Regions from separate parts of the Pan troglodytes genome. Here region 1 is linked to region 2. The links are chromatin contacts, called in public HiChIP or PLAC-seq maps. All regions are on one chromosome and are shown on one strand. Each heading gives the region's core, a stretch centred on a gene start, on an enhancer-like site or on the middle of the called end of the contact. The rest is flanking DNA. Distances are from core to core; before and after follow the strand shown. Region 1 holds the start of ZNF8 (zinc finger protein 8). Region 2 holds the start of ZIK1 (zinc finger protein interacting with K protein 1).

Region 1 (4,043 bases), core at 1,404-3,903, 690 kb before region 2:
CCACCTCCCATCATCACCCATTCTGCAAGAGTCACTGGTGACAGCCTAGACACCATGTCCACTGAGTACTGGTCTGACCAAGCCATGAGAATTCTCAGTGGCATCATACAAGTCCTTCATGCCTCCTCTTGGCTTCCTTCTTGGAATTCTAGCAGAAGCCCACTCCCTGTTGTCTCATGATGTTCTTTCTGCCCTACATCAGATCCCTGCAGCCTTCCCTCTTGTCTTGCACTTCTGGAGCCTGAAGGGGTGGGGCTGTGCTCTGATGTTTCTCCTTTACATATTCACCCCAGCATCAGCCAACACCTGGTCACTGGGCCCTAACCACTCCTCTCTTTTTCCCACTGCCTTAGTTAAGCGGCCAGTATCTCCCTTCCCACCAGCCCCTAATGCATGAGTGGATTTTTTCAACCCTATGCCAGTCCTGCTTAAAACATGTGAATGGCTCCTTCTCATCACTGAATACTGGATGGTTCCTCTCAGCCTGGCTATGGTAGACTGAGATATATAATGGCCTCCAAGGACATCCAGGTCCTAGTTCCTAGAACCTGTGAATATTACTATATATGGTAAAAGGAACTGTGCAGATGTGATCAGGATTTTCAAACAGAAAAATTATCCTGGATTATCCAGGTGGGCCCTAAATGCAATCACAAGTGTCTTTATAAGAGGTAGACAAAGGGAGCTATGACTATAGAAGACATAAGGCAATATGATCACTGAAGCAACATGCTACAATGCTGGCTTTGAAGACGGGCAAAGGGCCATGAGGCAAGGAATAGAAGGTCTGTACCTCTCACAGCTGGAAAAGACGAGGAAACATTCTACCCTAGAACCTTGGTAGGGAGGGTAGCTCTGCTCATACCTTGATTCCAGACCAGAAAACCGATTTCAGACTTCTGACCTCCAGAACCTAAGAACAAATGTTATAAGCCACAAAATTTGTAGTGAACTGTTACAGCAGACACAGATAACCAGATAAAACACTGGACCATGAAGCTCTCCATTCTGGTCCTTGTCTCCTGTGATGGACAGTCTCCAAGATGCTCCCCCACCACCTCTGCCAATGACCTCCAGCCCTGGTGTGGTCCCCTCCAACACTCAACAAGGTTGACTTTGTAACCAGTAAGACACTGTGGAAGTGACAAGAGTGTGAATTCTGAATCCAGGTCATGGAAGGTGTTACAGTTTCTACCTTGCCCTCTCCTGGATCACTTGTTCTGTGGGAAGCCAGATGCCATGTTGCAAGGATCCCCAGCAGTTCCAAAGAGAGGCCTACATGGAGAACAACTGAGGTCTCCTATCAACAGACATGTGAGTGAGCCATCCTGGAGGTGGGTCCTCCAGACTCAGGTCTCAGGTGACAACAGCTATGCTGACATCTTCACTGTAACTTCATGGGCCTGAACCAGAACCACCAGCTGGGACATTCCATTACTCCTGTCAGAACTCGTGAGATATTTATTGTTGTTCCAGGTCACGAAGTTTTGAGTTACACAGCAACAGGTAACTAATACACTTTCTCTCAAGCCTTTCTTACGACTCATTCCGTGTCCCCCATCCACAGCAAGAACAAAATAAAACCTGGTAGCATTTCATGCAAATTTGGAGTAACACACATCTGAAAACCTGCAACCTAAGATTATCAAGTCTCACTTTATGCACCAAATCTGAAATAATGCAAATCCCCATGAACAAACCAACGACCAAAAAAAAAAAAAAAGTATATAATTTCAAAGTTGCAGAGCTTGAGGAAGTATAATTATTGTTGTTTCCTGCCACGCGAGGCAGCTTTATGGAGAACACAGGCAGCAGCCACTTTGTCTAGAAAGTGGAGCTCTGATGGCCAGATGGCCCTGCAAACACTGACCGCCCTGCACTGCAGTTCTCCCACAGTCTCGCAGGGGACGACCCTGGTGGTCACTCTCATCACACTCAGTGCGTGGTGACCCATCATTGCCCCCAAGAGGTTGTGCCCAAGCCCCAGGGCAGGGGCTCCGCGGTGCTGGGGTCCCGGTGGGTGTCCGCTGACTCCACGCGTTAAAGCATCTCTATTCGATGATTCTTGCCATCTGGGCACCCGGCCAACGCTACAATTACTGTTATCAGTCAACACGAGGACAGACCTTCCTGGAATGGGCAAGGGTGTCGGCGGGGCGGAGCCGAACGCAGGAGATGGGCCTGCTCGATTCTCTCGGGAATGACCGACCCCAGCCCTGGGGAGGACAGAGCCGCGTGGAGCATGCGCATTCGGGGGCCAGGCGCCTGGTTGGAACCCCGGCCCCCTCTCTGACCGGCCAGGACGGTCACCACGCCCCGACCCGCGCCTGAGTTTCCCCACGTGTCAAGAGCATTAACAGCGGTGCCGCTCTCATCGCGCCGCGAGGTGAAAGGGTCAGTCTGCGCGGGAGACGCTTGCCCGGAGCCCGCCGCCGTCGTTATTGTTGTTATTGTTACCTGAAGCCGGGCCGCCGGCGGCCCCACAGACATCACTCCCGCTACCCCTTCGTCCTCGGGGTCCATGCTGGATCGCCCAGTGAAGGATAGCGCCTGAGGTGATCCCCAGACCAGAGAGGCACTCCAGCCAAAGGGACCACCCGACTCGCCGAACGCCGGACAATGGCGGCCGCACCGGCGACGCGGCGACTACAACTCCCAGTAGGCCGTGCGGCGAACCACAGCCCTCGGCCAATGGGAGTCTCCGCTGGCCTGGCCTTCGACCAATGGAAGCATTATGGCCGATGGCCAATGGGAGCCCCCACCCGCTGGCCTCTGGCCAATGGGAGCGCTCAGCTAAGGCTGGTGGGGGCGGTGTTGCTCCGGGCTGCGATGCCCCTTAGGGTGCGGGCAACCAGAGGCCTCAGTCGTGGGCAGGGAGCAGGGGCGGACCCCGAGAGATGGCTGATTGTGGGGGTGGGGACCGTCTGCTCCTCCTAATGGCTGGGGACCGTGCACGTCTGTGCGGGCCGGACCTGCTCTTCTCGGGAACTTGCGCGGGAGGAGGCCCGGAGCTGCGCCGCTTTACCCTCTGCTCCCCGGTGCCTAAAACGCACACGCATCAAAGTCACAGGACGAGTTAGGGGTTTGTTCATATAAGAGACTTTGGGCGTAGCGGCTGGAAGCGGGGAGGCTGGGAGCGGTGGTTGTGTTACAGGAAAGGGGTCCGATTCAGACCCCAAGGGAGGGTTCTTGGATCTCGCGCAGGAAAAAATTCAGGGCGAGTCCGCAGTGCAAAGTAAAAGCAAGTTTGTTGAGAAAGTAAAGTTGTGAAACAGCTACCCCATAGACGGTAGGACGTTCCTGAAAGTAAGAGGAACGTATGCACGCTAGGTACAATGCTTGTGTATATTTGGGCTAAAAATAGATTTTGGGGAGATGTGCTCTGCTACAAGGGTTTGTGAAAAAGGATCAATTTTCTTACTGTATTTTTCAAGAATCGATATTATTTTTAAAGCAAAATTAGGAATGCCTTTGTTCTCTAGATACCGGGATATCTGGACACTCCCAAGTCTGGGTCTGTTTTAGTACCCATTATTAATTTGTTCCCTTAACCGTAAACATCTAGAGGTTAGGAATACCTACTTTTCTGGGAATGCAGCCCAGCCTCATTTTCCTAGCCCTCACCCAAAATGGAGTCGCTCTGGGTCGAATGCCTCTGACAGCCCTATTGCTTCTCCCTGTGGGTGTTCACTTTGTGATGTGTCTTTTTCTGTGGGTCTGTTGTAGTCCATTAAAATGTTTATTAAAGGTCGGGCGCGGTGGCTAACGCCTATAATCCCAGCACTTTGGGAGGCCGAGGCGGGTGGATCACGATGTCAGGAGTTCGAGACCAACCTGGCCAATATGGTGAAACCCCGTCTCTACTAAAAATACAAAAATTAGCCCGGCGTGGTGGCGGGCACCTGTAGTCCCAGCTTCTCGGGAGGCTGAGGCAGGAGAATCGCTTGAACCTGGGAGGCGGAGGTTGCCGTGAGCCGAGGTCAGGCCACTGCACTCCAGCCTGGGTGACAGAGCAAGACTCCGTCTCAAAAAAAAATAAAAAG
Region 2 (3,728 bases), core at 651-3,150:
TAGCATGTGCCTGTAGTCCCAACTACTCAGGAGGCTGAGGCAGGAGGATTGCTTGAACCCGGGAGGTGGAGGTTGCAATGAGCCGAGATCGAGCCACTGCACTCCAGCCTGAGTGACAGAGTGAGACTGTCTAAAAATAGACAAATAAATAAATAAAATAAAAATAAAATCAATCCTATTACATGCTATTTGATGGAGATTCCATCCTTCCAGATGCTAAATTCAAAATGCCTGGAGTAATGCTTGTCCAGTATCTCTTACCCTCAAAATCTGAAAATGCAAGCAGGCCTAATTAAAATTCTGACCCAGAATCCAGCCACTTCTTCTACCTTCACAGCCACCACACTGGTGAAACCACTATCAAAACTCACCTTGGCCACTGCAGTAGCCTCCTCCCTGGTCTTTCTATCGCCTCCATCACACCCACAGAGTATTCTCTATGCCGCATTAACAGTGAACCTGATGAGACCAGTGTCAGATAACCTCCGTTCTCTTCTCTAAACCTCCCATTGTTCTCATCACCTCCAGAAAAAACACCCAATTTCTCAGAGCCATTCCAGGCCTGAGTCCTGCCCTGCTGCTCTGAGTTCCCATAAGAAAGAAAGGAGAGTTGTGTTTCCCTGAATCAGCTCAGCTTCACTGCCAACCTTACACATTATTGTACGTAGGCGGGGCAACCTTTCACACCTCATTCCATTGTCTGCCAGCAATAAGAATGTCTACAAATAACCACCAGTCTAGAATCAGGATGTCAAGCTTCGAGTTTGTGAAGAGTCCTTAGGTCAAAGAACTGGATGGTGGCAAAAAGATCCATGAAAAAACCCCAGGATGGGGCCAGGACCAGTGAGGGCCTGGGACACCCTCCACTCACCTTTGTGAGGTCCATATGTGTTTCTGGAGACACAGTAACCTGTGGAAAGCCAAAGATCATGAAAGGCAGGTGACCATACAGGGCTCTACGGATTCAGGCTTCCCTGGATTCCTGTCCAGGCCAGAGCCAGGTGGACTGAGGATGCCTGCATTATTTCTGAGCCTCAGCGTTCCAGTCCTCAGTGCCAACTCTTAGCAACTGTGGGACCTTGCACAAGAACTCAACCTCCCTGTGCCTCTGTGTTATTCCATTCTATTCTAGTCTAACTCCATGAGGTTTCTGGAAAACTTCGAAAGACCTAACTCAGACCATATGCCGCTTCTGTACACAACCCTCCACGGCTCCTAGCATCCTAAGAATTGAGGGAAAACTCCTCACCTTGGCACTCCAGGTATGAACCTTCTTCACTGTGTCTCCAAGAGTTTAGAAACGCTGGTCCCTTTGCCTGTCACCCTCTTCCGTGCCCCATCACCCAAGTTCTGGAAATAGGGACCCCACCCACGAGCCCCCACTGTACTGGACATGAGGATCTCGACCGTAGTGACCCAAGAAGGCACTAATTTGGGGATGGAGGGTGAGGCCCAGTAGAGGCAGCGCTCACCTGAGTCGGGGCCCTCAGCGCGGCCGCAGCCATCGGAGCCTGTGGGCAGAGCGGGGCCGGGACCCGACAGCTACGGGCGCAGGGACCTAGGCAAAGCCGTCAACCCCGCCGCCGCCGACCCTTAGAACCCCCACTGTTCAGCGGGAGGACCCCTCCCCTCGCGCCTTCCGACTGTCGCCAAACAAAGCGCTCCCAAAGCTCTGACGGTCTGGATGCACCCAAGCGCTGCAAAAATGACCGCCACTGAAGTGATACCGGAAGTCCCTCCCCGACCCATTGGTCCCAAAGCGGAAACGACCCTTTTCTCAGCGCGGATTGGCTCAGCATCCCTGCGGCTGGAGACAAAACCTTCTGGGTTCTGTAGTCCCCGCTGGTCCCCAGGGCTGAGGGAAAGATGCTGCCACCCAGCGTCACCTCAAACAAAAGCCAAGCGGCCGCGCTGGGGGCGCAGGGAAATGGCGTCGCCACAATGCAGGAGAGGGCTGGGCCTTGTCGCTCCTTAAACAGGCCGCTGGTCGATTTCTGTGGTCCCGTCGCGGCTGAGCGCCCACGTGATTAGAAGCATTGATTCAGGCTCAGGAAGCTGAGGCCAGATCCACACCGACGCGTATTCCACACATATTCGACGCTCCTGCGGGAGCAAAGGAGCCTCGTCCCCCTCCCTTGCGGGGTCAAGGCGTTCGAGGCCGTGCCGGGGCCAAGGCTATTCTGTGAAAGACAGGAGCGACTTAGGTGTCGCGCTGTGGGCACGTGTCCCGGGAGGCCACGTGGGGGCCGCGCCCCCGGCTGCTCCTGCTCTGACCTGAGCCCTTTGACTGTACCCAGAGGCGGGAGGCGGGGCCGAGACGTCCCATGGGAAGGGGTTCTCCGTAGCTCCACCCCGGGGTTCGTCTCCTCCAGGGGGGCCGGGCGAGCTGGGAAGGCCCCAGAGCCGCCGAGGAAAGCGCCTCTGCTTCCCTGAGTCCCCTCCTGGGTCTGGGAGCCGTTCCTGCGTTTTCTGACGCCCTCTCCACCGCCCCTCGGCTGAGAACTGGGTCCAGATGAGCCTTGGACCCCGTTGAAGACGTCTCCTACCTCATCTCCCACACCTGCTGGGACCATCTCCAACCGCCCTCAGGGCAGTAGGGAGGTAGGCGGGTTCCCAGGGCACCCCAAGCGGTGGCGTACAGTGGTAGGAACAAGGCCTCTGGAGCCCAAGAATGGGATTTAGTCCCCGAGGGGAAGTCCATGCTCTGCCTTACAGCGGCTAGTATGGGCTTCTGGGGGCACCCTGAGACTCGGCCTGTAGGGATACTCATAATGGCCTCCATGAAGGTGCAGGTTTAACCACTGGACCAGTCTCATCTGGCCATCCTCTGTTGGTAACATAATGTCCAGTTATTTTGCAGGCACAGAGCTAAAGAGTTGCAAGTTTCACAGCTAGAGAATGTGCAGAAAAGAAAATGTCAGGCCCAGCGCGGTGGCTCACACCTGTAATCCAAGCACATTGGGAGGCTGAGGTGGAAGGATCACTTGGGCAACATAGCCAGACCCCGTCTCTACAAAAACTAAAAAATTACCCGAGTATGGTGGTGCACCTGTAATCCTAGCTACTCAGGATGCTGAGTAGATCGCTCAGCCCAGGGGCTCAAGTGGGAGGATCGCTTGAGCCCAGGAGATCACGGTTACAGTGAGTTATGATTATGCCACTGCACTCCAGCCTGGGCAACGGAGCCAGACCCTGTCTCAATAAATAAATAAGTAAATAAATAAATAAATAAAAAGAAAAGAGAAAAGAAAACAAAACATTGACCCAACACTCGGAGCTGAAGTCTCACCTACCAGACTCCACCCTGTCACCACAGGAAACCAAAATATCAGGCTATGGCTGGAACCCAAGTGCTGAAACACTTCCGAAAGCAAGGGGTCTGTTGTCTCTGAATGTTGGGTGATAACACCCCCATCCCCGCCTTGCCATCAATAGATTTCTTTGAAGTCCTTCCAATCAAAATCCACCCTTCCAGTGCTTACCAACCTGTCCTTCCTAATCCTTAAAAGCTGCCCCAAACCCCATATTGGGGAGACAGATTTGAGCTGGACTCCTGTCTTCTTGTTTGTCGACTTGCAATAAAGGTTTGCTTTTCTCAAAAACCTGGTGCCATGGCATTGGCTTCTGTGTGCGTCAGACAGCAACCCTTTTCCTTATTAACACTGGCACCCTCTAGGTGACACGGTTGTGCACCTCATTACCCTCTGGTCCCAGAGGCCAGCAGCCCC

What was found. HiChIP or PLAC-seq counts read pairs in DNA pulled down with a chosen protein or histone mark.
Region 1: an H3K4me3 HiChIP or PLAC-seq map of stem cell-derived excitatory neurons shows a contact between it and region 2, with 4 times the contacts expected there. The contact joins the promoter of ZNF8 here to the promoter of ZIK1 in region 2. A contact is called at or near these places in 1 of 7 Hi-C or Micro-C datasets (stem cell-derived neural progenitor cells) and 1 of 1 datasets of contacts at active chromatin or transcription factors (stem cell-derived excitatory neurons).

What each region holds. Positions count from the first base shown.
Region 1 is chr20:61,215,131-61,219,173 of NHGRI_mPanTro3-v2.0_pri, reverse strand. ZNF8 (zinc finger protein 8) reads right to left here and starts at 2,653. Exons shown (of 4, transcript NM_001246438.1): 1 at 2,458-2,653. The coding sequence starts at 2,523.
Region 2 is chr20:60,523,984-60,527,711 of NHGRI_mPanTro3-v2.0_pri, reverse strand. It overlaps ZIK1 (zinc finger protein interacting with K protein 1), which reads right to left and starts at 1,900. Exons shown (of 4, transcript XM_009436525.5): 1 at 1,250-1,900; 2 at 872-910. The coding sequence starts at 886. The region is part of intron 2 of ZNF416 (zinc finger protein 416); the gene reads left to right.